2 separate regions of the Callithrix jacchus genome follow, and region 2 is linked to region 1. The links are chromatin contacts, called in public Hi-C maps. All regions are on one chromosome and are shown on one strand. Each heading gives the region's core, a stretch centred on a gene start, on an enhancer-like site or on the middle of the called end of the contact. The rest is flanking DNA. Distances are from core to core; before and after follow the strand shown.

What was found. Hi-C and Micro-C count contacts between places; a contact is called where the count stands out from the background.
Region 2: a contact with region 1 is called in a Hi-C map of skeletal muscle, with 6 times the contacts expected there. The contact joins the enhancer-like site here to the promoter of P2RY14 in region 1. A contact is called at or near these places in 3 of 3 Hi-C or Micro-C datasets (induced pluripotent stem cells and skeletal muscle).

Annotation. Positions count from the first base shown.
Region 1 is chr17:33,955,589-33,961,547 of calJac240_pri, reverse strand. P2RY14 (purinergic receptor P2Y14) reads right to left here and starts at 2,867. Exons shown (of 3, transcript XM_054247022.2): 1 at 2,748-2,867. The region is part of intron 14 of MED12L (mediator complex subunit 12L); the gene reads left to right.
Region 2 is chr17:34,002,582-34,008,546 of calJac240_pri, reverse strand. The region is part of intron 14 of MED12L (mediator complex subunit 12L); the gene reads left to right. All of the region lies in intron 1 of P2RY14 (purinergic receptor P2Y14), which reads right to left. Among named protein-coding and RNA genes, the nearest start is that of GPR171, 31 kb to the left of the region's middle. Within about 2 kb of position 2,211, at least 6 of the 16 cell types and tissues checked have an H3K27ac peak or open chromatin away from gene starts, as enhancers often do.

The DNA.
Region 1 (5,959 bases), core at 1,618-4,117:
CTAAATCGTATGATACCTAATTACATATACATTTACGTTGATATAGTTTTTATAATAGTGAAAACAATAATGATATCAGACCTCATTTACTGCATACTTTCTATACATACAGTCATGCACTGCATAATTACAGCTTGGTCAGTGATGGACTGCATTTATACCTGTGGTCCCATAGATTATAATGAGTTATATAATGGCATGTGCTATATCATCTAGGTTTATGTAAGTATAATCTATGATTTGTGCACAGCAATGAAGTCACCTCACGATGCATTTCTCAGAATGTTTCTCTGTTGTTAAACAACACATGGTGTATCACTGTGTTAAAGACTTTACAAATACTATCTGATTTAATCCTTACAGTGCTGTTTTACAGATAAGGAAATGGGAAGGAGGGGCAGTCCTGACATGGAGAGGCTTTTTCCCCCTACTCCTGTCCCCTCTTCCCAGTTGTATTCTGTTTAAAGATGTTAGCAGTAATTACGATCATGCTTTTAGCTATAACTTTTTCTCAAATTAAATGTACATAGCACTAGATAAAACATTTTTATAGTAGGAAATTTTAAATAGTATTCTAAAATACATGGTGGAAGAGGATTGAAGAAGATTGAAGGACATGGTAATGGTGATTGGGTGGAAGGGCAGGGAGTGGATATACTTATGGTGAGGCTGGGCTGATTGGAATCCTGTGGGCTGCAGGAGCCACCCACAATGAATGGTGTGAAGGCATCCTCCCTGTGCTGAGAGGATTCAGGCTCCTGGGTAGATAAGCTGGGTGGCCTTGCTCAGGATAGTCACACCCTCTGTACCTGCTTCAACTGTGAAGTGGGCACTGTTAACACCTCAGCAAATTATACTTCTTTTTTCACATCCTACCCACTTCCCCTGAGTCTTCATGCTTTGAATGCCTTGGAATCTCCCCACTTGTGTTTTATTTTTTATTTTTTGAGATAGGGTCTCAATTTCTCACCTATTGAGGTGGCCCAGTCTAGGCTCCCTGCAACCTCCACCTCCGGGGCTCAGGCTATTCTCCTGCTTCAGCCTCCTGAGTAGCTGGAATTATAGGCATGTGCCACTACTGCCCAGCTAATTTTTGTATTTTTAGTAGGGATGGGTTTTCACCATGTTGGCCAGGTTGGTCTCGAAGTCCTGACGTCAAATGATCCACCCACCTCTGCCTCCTAAAGTGCTAGGTTTACAGACATGAGCTACCTTGCCCAGCCTCCCCAACTTTTTGTGCCAGACATGGCAATATATAGTTCATGCATATATGCCAGTGTGTAATTGTGTGTGCACATTGTATGCATGTTTGTAGATATGGTATTTATAAGTTTTATAGAAATATAAAATGTATTGCATGTTTACAAATCAAAATTTGCCATTTTCGTATTTTTTGAGTGCACTGTTTTTAACTTAATAGCTAGGTTTTTCTTTTAGTGCTAAAACTGATTATCAAGTTTGTATGTTTTAGAAAGTTGAATATGCAAACTACAATTTATTTTTTTTACTAGCGTGATCTTTGATTCATTTTCTCCATAGGATTGTCATTGGTTAAAAAATATATATTTATAGACAAGATGGATTGCATGGGCTTGATTGAAATGCTGACATTGTGAGCCTGTGCTGCTTCTCCTGAATGTAATTTAATTTATAATGTTTAAAGTATTAGAAGTAATTTAGTTGGTTAGTCATAGACTATAAGTAAGTAGCAAATGAACTCATATTTGCTATGCATAGGCCGGACATTTTTGTGATTTACAATTTAAAGGCATTTTATTAGATGTTAATGGGGTAACTTATCCCAATAATGACAAAGATAAAAGCTTTTACCTATATAAATATATGTACAAATAAATGTAACTGGCCAGGTGCAGTGGCTCATGCATGTAATCCCAGCACTTTGGGAGGCTGAGGTGGGTGGATCACGAGATCAGGAGTTTGAGACCAGCCTGGCTAACATGGTGAAACCCCATCTCTGCTAAAAATACAAAAATTAGCCAGGCATGGTGGCACGTGCGTCTAATCCCAGCTACTCAGGAGGCTGAAGTAGGAGAATTGCTTGAACCAGGGAGTGGAGATTGCAGTGAGTCGAGATCGTGCCACTGCACCCCAGCTTGGGTGACAGAGCAAGACTCTGTCTCAAAAAAAAAAAAATTAATTGCAAGTGTATATCTGTACACATATGCAACTGCAAACAAAAACATTTATATTAACATAAGTTTTACTCTAATTGAGTTTATAGTTTTCAGAAGCAAGTTTGATACACATTTATGAGCTTTTGAAATGTTTGTCCTGGGTGAATACCTTTTAAACATTTTCTTTATAAATATGTTTATATATTTATATATAATCTTTATAAATATTTATATTTGTGTATATGTATGTTTATATTTATATACAATCTATAAATATATTTGTATATATTTATATGTAATTTTTATATTTATTTTATAAGTAAATATATTGTCTTCATAAATATTTATATTTTATATTTCTTCATCACAGATATATTTTGACAGCCATGATTGGAAACCCTAAATAATCATAAATGATAATATTTCAGAATTGGATCCCCATATTAATATGCTAATTACAGTTGTCAAACAAAAAGTAACCTACTGAGAAAAATATAAGCGGCAATGGCCCAGCGTTTCCCAGCCTTGTTGCTGCCCAGCTCAGAAATCTTTTCTGTTCCCATGCGCCTTTCACATACACACAAGTCATTGCATGGAAAAGCTGTTTCTTACCTGCGTCTAGGCCTTCATCGGTGAGAGTCACACACCACTCATTTTGAAATACTCTCAAGGTAGGCTCCAAGGTAACACTGTTAGAGAGTTCTTGCTCATCTTCAACTATGGATGAAAATCAGGAACTTGACAGAAACCACGAGATAGTGAGTCTCTCTGCAGCTGTGGTCAGATAGAACTTATTGAAGACTAGGATGGGGAAACAGAAAGGAAAAGACATTTTCATCTCTGCGGGTATCAGGCTGACTTCTGAGCTAGTTCCTTTCCTCCAGTAATGCAAAAATAATCCTCCTTTTTTATTTGCCCTCCTGCTTTTCACCACATCATCTGGTGCTCAACCAGGCAACAACCTGTTTTCTAACCTTTGCCATTGTCAAATGCAACATGTGGTATGAGGTGGAGAACTGATGTGTAAGAACTGTGTAAGATATGGTTCTTTCTGAAGCACCCGCAGAGGAAATTGTTAGCAACTTCACAGTTTAACATGCAGAGATGGGTGGTTGGAGCTACCTGGAAATGCGGAATTAACAGAATAAAGAAGCATTTCGACACTAATGTCGACATCTTTTAGATAAGAGGTGTTGCATTGCCATTTTTTTCACACTAATTTTCCCATATTTGAACACTACTGATAAATAGATCTCAAGTAGGACTTCAGATAAACTCCTCGTGTGTTAACATTTTGCTATTGGTGCTGTCTGTTACTATTTTGAAAGTCTTCATATTTTGACTCCTTTTGCTCTGTAATGTAATTGGTGATGTCCTGCAGTGCTCCAATGTCTTTCCCAGTGACCATTACTGCCGTTAGATTTGAAAGTCCTCAGAAGATGGCTAAAAAGTCGTCTTCAAAATGTGTAACTCTGAACCAGAAAGAAAGAAAACAAGGGGCTGAAAAGCCTACTTTATAAGGCTTCTGCATTTTAAGTGTGTTTACTTAGGCTGTTCGATTGCAAATTATGGGTAACAACTCGTAAAGTTCAGCTTGCCTTAAAAATATAACGATTCGTTTGCAGTCGTAATAATTATCACTGGCTTATGACATGCCAGCTACTATTCTAGTTGTTTGACATGTACTTGCTATGTAGGAGGCAGTGTTCTGGACATTGGAGATGGAGTAGGGACTAACACATACCCAAAACGTTATTTCTTTCATGAAGAGTGTTTTCTTATTTTCTGTCTCACACACTGACTAGTCACTATTGATCCTTGGCAAAGACCAGTGAGACGCAGAGCTTGTTTAGAGAAGTTCTCCATTTCTCCCTGGCAGAGGGACTCTTCTTCAGATCTCCAGAGGGTCCCAGTAGTCCCCACTGATGCTTTGATTGAGGGGCTAATAATACTGATGGGCACAGAGAGGCTTGTTAGCTTCAGCTGCAGTGAGTTCTGGTGGGTAAATAAACTTAAGGACAAGTGGAAATGAGGGGGAGCCGCTAGAGCCTGGTTATTACCAGGGTGCATTGAGAGTCCTCCATGTAAACATTTTGCTGATTAAATGGATGATTTGGCATGAACAGCATCTCTAAGCTGCAGCTCTCAAGACTTTCCTGATTTATTGCAGGAGATGCTGTTTACTCTGACAGCCTCAAACACCCATTAATTGTTCCAGGTCTGTTTTGTGCTTCTTGACTTCCCCATGGGGTGTTCCACATACCTGTTATTGAGTATGACTGGGGAGAACGTTGTAATTTCTTTGACTGAAGCCGCTTGCTTTCCTTTTAATGCCAGGAATTGCAAAGTCCAAGGCCAAAAGGATAGCCCTACCAGTGGTCCCCTAATGGCAGGTGGTACAAATGGGGTGGATTCTATGTGAGATGCTTGGGAGTAGAGGGATTATGAAGTGGAGAGCTAAAGGGAAGGGGGTCAGCTGTGTCTGGAAGCTTGCCAGAGCCGTGGGCCTCATCTTGGGATAAGCCAGTGTCTTCAGAACATTCAATGCTGATTTGCATGTGTTGTTCTGAACACTGTGTGTTTTAACTTGAGTGCTCTAACGACCCCATGAGTGCTAGAGGTTTGTCTACTTCCTCATCCCCACCTTTTTCTTAATAGACAAGGAAACTGAGACATGGATATGTTACATCAGGTCTCACAGCCTCTGGGGCTGGGATTTAAACCCTGGCAGAGTCTGGATCCTGTGCACTGGTACTGCACTTTTGTTTTTTTTTGAGACAGAGTTTCACTCTTGTTGCCCAGGTTGCAGTACAGTGGTGCAATCTCAGCTCACCGGTGACTTCCGCCTCCCAGGTTCCTGTGATTGACGCTGAGGGGTGGGGAGGGGGCAGACAGCCGGGGCACTTTTCCGTTCATCTGCAAAGATTGGATCAAGTCCCAGCTGCACATACTCATACACTTGATTGAAGCGTCCTCTTTCCTTACTAGATCCTTTCACAGCCAAAACACATGGCAATCCTTAGAGAAGTAACTATTCTTTTTTTTACAGATGAGAAAACAGAGCCTCAGAAAATTTGACTAAGGGTTATCTAAGCCCGAAAGTGACAGGACTAGACTTAGTAGTCTTTAGGTTGTGCTGGACATTTTGTGAAGATGCTTAAATAAAAGTTTAGCTTGTTCACATTTTATTAGAATTGGAAGCAAGTATTAATGTTTGAAAAAATATTTTAGTCTGACAAACAATATTTATTATATTTTGATCTGTTTTTTAAAGTTAGATATTTCATTATGACTTTTAGCAACACAGGCAACTTGACTCTTCCACACTAGACACCAGGCATAATACAACATAGCTCATAACAACATTATAATTAAAACAATAGAGGTCCTGGTCCTTGTGTCCAAGAATCTTTTAGAAAACAAAATCTAAAATAGTCAATATTTTCCTTTTATCTGTGGTGGTTTAATTTATGTGAAATAGTTCTGAGTTCCCCTTTCCTTTTGTGGAATACTTAAAGTACTGTGGATTTCCTCCTGACTCATCTTTTTCTCAAAGCCCTCAACATACCTCTGATATGACAAACACCCCTAGCCCACCCTGTGTGCTCACACATTCTTCAATAACATTTCCAGGCAGGACTCTGCCTTATTAGTAATAGGACTAGTTATATAAAACGTCCCTTGTGTATTCGTACTACAAATAGAGTGAATTTAACGCACGTAATCCCCAAATCTGTCCCCAAATATGTTTCCAGTCAGTTTCTATCCAGCCTGTCATCAACTACCCATAAATAGCTGGCTGTCTTACATCTTGATTCCATACA
Region 2 (5,965 bases), core at 962-3,461, 48 kb before region 1:
ACCTTTACCACCATTTTACAGATGAGGAAACTGATGCTTAAAATGGTTACATAACTCATCAAAGGGCAGCTAGCTCATAGCCAGACAGTATTCAGACTAATGTCTGCTTGACTCCAAGCCAGGGCTCCCTTGCTCCTGAAAGAATGTGGAGGCAGCATGTTTTATTTGAATGTGATTCTGTACACAGGCCCTTCAACATTCTCCTGGAGTCCCATCTTGAGGAGTCAGCCAGTATTTTCTATTTTTTCAGGAAAGGAATGTGCATGTGTGTACGCTTGAGAATATATATTATTGTTTTTGATCTGAGTTTAAGGTTCTGCACGATGTGGATGCCTTCAGTTTCTTCAGTTATTTTCCAGAAACTGCAGCATAGAGAACTATGCCATGTTCTTTTTATTTGCCATTTTCTAAAAGTGTTTAAAATGAGTTTCTGATTTTAATTTTGACCCAGCTTTCTATCTCCACTGACATAAAGAGAGCTATAGAGTCGGACTATCATGAATGGTGATTATAACAAGTGACATTAACCTATAAATGGTGGAAACTCTTCTGCATGGAAAAACCCAGATTTGCTGCATCTGGTTTGGATGCCACAGGTGGATCCCCTGGGGCTCATGGCATTGTTTGCTGTTCTGCTCGCTGCTATGTTACCTTCAGCCAGTTTTCTCTGACATTAGATGTGAGCTCTTGATCAGGTCACTTGATCCTAACTCCTGCTGCTATGACCCATTGACTTTACCTTCAGTTAGAATCCATTGACCAACATGTGTTAATATAACTTAAAATTGGCTGAATGCTGTGGTCACATACTTTCAATGAGGAGCTGTGCTAAAGTTTTTACGTTTAGAAATAATCTGAATGTTCTTAGGCCGAATTGCAGATACCCAAGAACTTCCTCTTCTACCAAAGCATAAACTCAGCCCTCTGTTGATTCCCTCTTGATCTTCCTATTCACAAACTTTACAACCCATGAAGATAAAAGAAATCTGAATTTCTGCTACAAACAGATCCAACTCTCGATTATGCATAGAATAGGGGCTGGATTAGGATGGATTATAAACTGATAATGTCCAAACATAGTCTTTGTTTTCTAACCACTTCCCTCAAAACACTTTTAGCAGAGCTTGTGGCAGAGTTGGAGTCTGGCATATTGGGCGTGTCTAAGAACTCCAGCCTGTCTTCACTTTGTGATTATGCAAGTGGATCATGGGAGCTGCCAGTGGAGGGTGAGGTGTGGCATAGGCACCTCGTGACTTCCGATGGATACGTGGTCATGCAGTCTTGCCCAATGCCAAACTTTGGGGGCCAGGAAAATGGCCACCCACTATTAGCCTTTACCCTAGGGACTGTATCTGGGTAGTCAGGATGGACTTGCAAGCTTTCACCTGTAATATTTGGAATAGTCCAGGGTTTCTCAACTTGGCACTCACTGTTGACTGTGTTTTGGGTTTCAGTTTCATGTGGATGGGCTGTCTTGTGCATTGTTGGTGGTTTAGCTGCATCCCTGGCCTGTATCCACTAGATGCCAGTAGAACCCCATGATTTCTGCACCCAGCCATGTCGCCAGACATATCTAAATTTTCTTGAGAACCACTGGAATGGCCCCTTAATGGTAGGTATATTTGAGATTGTTTTGATACAGGAAGAGAATTGAGCTTTCTTGTTGGGATGAAACCTTAACTGTAATTGAATAACTCATCAGCAATAAGTAATCCATATGCTAAGATCTAGGAATGTGAAGTAGGTTTTATTTACTGCTCTTTTGGAATAGTGGACAGATAGTGCAGCGTAATGATTACCTGCATGCTTGTGGGATGCAGTGGGCCTTGGCTACTGCATGACTCAATTTCTTAAAAGCTAGGATATTGCAATAATTACTAACTGCCTTTGTGCATCAGTTTTTACATGTCTAAAATGAAGGGGAAGTAGTAGCTACCTCCGGGGTTCCTGTTCCCTTAAGAATCAAATACCTGGTGTGAGGCAGGGTGTGACTCAGTGGGAACATTGCTCATATAGGGAGTGACTCAGCTGATAACAGAATAAACAAATGCCTTTGGGACTCAGTCTCCTAGTCCTTCCCCCAGGGCAGGCTCCTGACAGTTTCCCCTGCTTCTCCAAGTTTGTTTAAGTCTCTTCTGCAGTGAAATGCAGGGCTGCAGCAGGCACAGTAGACCCTTTGTGGAGTGCTCTGAGCTTCCTTAAGTGTGTGGCCCAGCGGTGCTTGCACACAGGACAAATTGGGAGAGGTTGTGCTTCTGATGACCCCTCTGTTGTGGTCACAGGAAGTGGCGCTCAGCAATAGAGCGTATGTGGGAAGCACGGAGTGTTTCAGTTCTTATTTATCAGTCCATACACAAGGCTAATCTTTCATGAGAGTGGCACAAAGCTCTGCATAACTCAGTTCCTTTTTCTCCTGGAACTGGGTTGAGTTGCCTGAATTACTGAATTTTTTCCAGGCTGTTCTTCTGCAGCATTGTTTTGGAATATGTGGTCCTATTCCCTGGGGCCAGGCAAGGAAATGAATCCTTGACCTCTTTTTGCCTCACTGAGATGGTGTTTGCATTTCTCAGGCAAGCAGTACTGAGATCTGCAGATCATGGGGCTTTTAGACCATTAGCAGTTATCCTTTGCTGTGAAGATGGATACAGATTTCCATTTGTGAGAAAAAAACAGCTTTAACTGCTTAGCGAAATATCAACCACTTGTATGTTTGTTCAAGATTAGGCTTATATAGCCAAAGGAAAAGAATATAAATATCCAGAATTTTAAGTGGGAGTAGAAATACTGGACAGAAGTGACTCCCATACACTTTCTAACCCAAAGTGTTACATGTTTCCTCCCTTTTTTCTGTATTAATCCCTGTTAGAAGGATCTTTGATTTTAGTAAAACACACTGTGGTAGTAACTTAGGAGTTGAGCAGTTAAACGAATTCGTGTTTCATTAAATAGAGCATACAGCAGTGGAGCAACTGTATTAGTTGCAAACTTAGTAGGACTTAAGGGTGAAAGGTGCATTTTTATGTAGCTTGAAGATGGTGTTCAAGTTGTATTTAAAGTCAAAGACCTTTACTTTTTATGAGTCCTAGGCTCACATGTTGGGATCTGTTGTTGAATGTACGTGTCTTTTTTAGACCTTTTGTGATGATGTTTCACATGTCCAATGGATTTCAATAGGAGTCACTTAGGTACAGTGTAAGAAAATAGTCTTATGTCTTGCCCTGCCCCAGGGGAGCTGTTAGATGTCATTTCATTATTTCCTTGGATATAATCTCTGCGTGTAAAAAAAAAAATCTGTTAAACACTCGTTTCTATGTATACTGTACACTATACTTTGATGCTCGTGATGTCCTTGGACTGTGTGAAACATGCCAGGACTAGTTTTGTTTTACTCCATGCTTTTTATTTTTTAAATGCAGCCTTACACCTGCTCCCTTCTAATCTTTCTTTGAACTCTATATGTTACTGCTTTTCTCTTTAGTATTTTTAGCATCTCTTTCTGTCTAGAGGCTACTTCCCTTCAATCTTTATACCTGCTCAAAGTCCTTAATAAAACAAAGTAAAAAAACCTGTATGTCCGGAAGTCATGGCACCCCAGTAGCTGTAAACTTGATCAAGCCATTTTAAAATAACAAAAGTAAAACCCCCCTGCTAATGCAGAAGTAGTGACTTCCCAGTGTCAGTGAGCTCATCTTGTTTCGAACTCTCACTAGCCACTGAAAGGAACCAGGGCTCCTTAAGAGAAATAACTGATTTCAGATCAGGCACAGGAAAAGGATAAGCTGAGTTGCAACATCGTTGGGTCAGAAAGCAAGGAAGTGCTCAGACCAATGGGGAAATGCTAAAAAAGGACACAAAGCCCACTTGAGGGCACTCTTAGATCTGGGGCAATTTGGGTATTAATGAGAATGATAGTAACAGGTGAATTTACATTGAAAGCCAAAGCACATTCAGGAGTTTATAGTGACATTAAACGTACAGATTACAAAAAGGTAGGATGCAAATGAGAAAGCCCTTGTTTACAGAAGAATGCTGAACAGTAAAGGTAGAAGAAGGGTAGAATTTAGGACATCACCATTTTGCAACCTCAGTGGGATAACTGATTCAGGCACCAATCTTCAGTTGTGGCCAAAAGCCTCTGGGCGAATGGGCATGGGATAATAGGATCTTTCAGTCTGAAAGCATACTCCCTTGTCGTTTAGAGTAATAAAAAGTATATCTCTCAGCAAGGAGATCTGGTGGTCACTGAATGATGAAACTTACCGAAAATGAGATAATTAGACATTGTGTGCCTCCTGATATGATGCGATTAGATGTATACAGCATAGCTTTGTAATAAACTGTATCAAAAATCTTCAGTGAGCAATCAGACAAATTTAGAACATGGAACATTTGATGAAATAACCAGCCTAGATTCTTTTTGTAAAAAAAATAAATGCCATGAGAAACAAACAAACATGATAGGCTGGAAGCAGATAGTCCTAGATTAAAAGAAGCCAAAGAGAAATAACACCATGAATGAGTGGTGATTGTTGACTGTGGGGGAAAGAGCCATACAAAGTGTTTTGAGACAGTTGTGTAAATCTGAATACAGATTCTAGATTAGGTGATATTTCTGAATAATAATCTTCCCAGAAATATTAACGGTGTGAGCAAGTGAGAGTATTTAGAGATGCATATTGAAGTACTTAGAAGGGAAGGGTCATGATTACCTGCAGCTTATTTTCAAAGTGCTTCAGTACAAGAAAACGACGTGTTATGTTGTATGCGCATGTAAACTTGTGTATTTATATACTTTTTTTGCTGATATATGCATATATGCATACATATGTGTGTATTAGTTTTGAGGGAATGGTTCTGAGCTCAGTGCCTGATAGGTAATAAATGCCTAATAACAGTCTCCTGAATGTCTCTGCTATTTTTCTCACTTTTCCTTCTTATTTTCCTGTGGGGTCTCCTCTGCCCATCCTTAGAATTGGTGTTTCTTGTTCTATTTTGGACCATTTTCTTTTCTCTTTCTATCTACTCTTCTATGCCAAAGTAGTCTTTATTTAAAATATTGTTTGTAGCTCTTTGAGCATTCACAACATTGCTTTCCACAATGACTGGACTAATTTACACTCCCACCAGTGTGTATTAGTGTTCTCTTTTCTCTGCAGCTTTGCCAGCATCTGTTATTTTTTGCCGTTTTAATAATAGTTATTCTGATTGGTGTGAAAACAGAATTACTATTTGACCCTGCAATCCCATTACTGGGTATATATATACAGAGGAATATAAATCATTCTGTCATAAAGATACATGTACATGAATGTTCATTTCAGCACTATTTCACAATAGCAAAGGCATGGGATCAACCTAAATGCCCATCAATGACAGATTGGATAAAGAAAATATGGCACATATACAACATGGAATACTATGCAGCCATAAAAAAGAATGAGATCATGTCTTTTGTAGAAATATGGATGGAGCTTGAAACCATTATTCTTAGCAAACTAACACAGGAATGGAAAACCAAATACTGTGTCTCCTCTCTTATTAGTGGGAGCTAAGTAACGAGAACTCATGGACACGAAGGGAACAGTAGACACTGGAGCCTACTTTAGGGTGAAGGGTGGTAGGAGGGAAAGGAGCAGAAAAGATAACTATTGGGTACTAGGCTTAGTACCTGACATATCTGTAACAAACCCCTGTGACATGAGTTTAGCTATGTAATAAACCTTAGCATGAACCTAGAAGATTTTTTTTTTTTTTAAACAAACAAACAAAAATGTTGGCCGGGGTGGTGGCTCACGTCTGCAATCCCAGCACTTTCTGAGGCCGAGGGGGGCGGATCACAAGGTCAGTAGATCGAGACCATCCTGGCTAACATGGTGAAACCCCGTTTCTACTAAAAATACAAAATAAATTAACCGGGCATGGTGGCACGTGCCTGTGGTCCCAGCTACTCAGGAGGCTGGGGCAG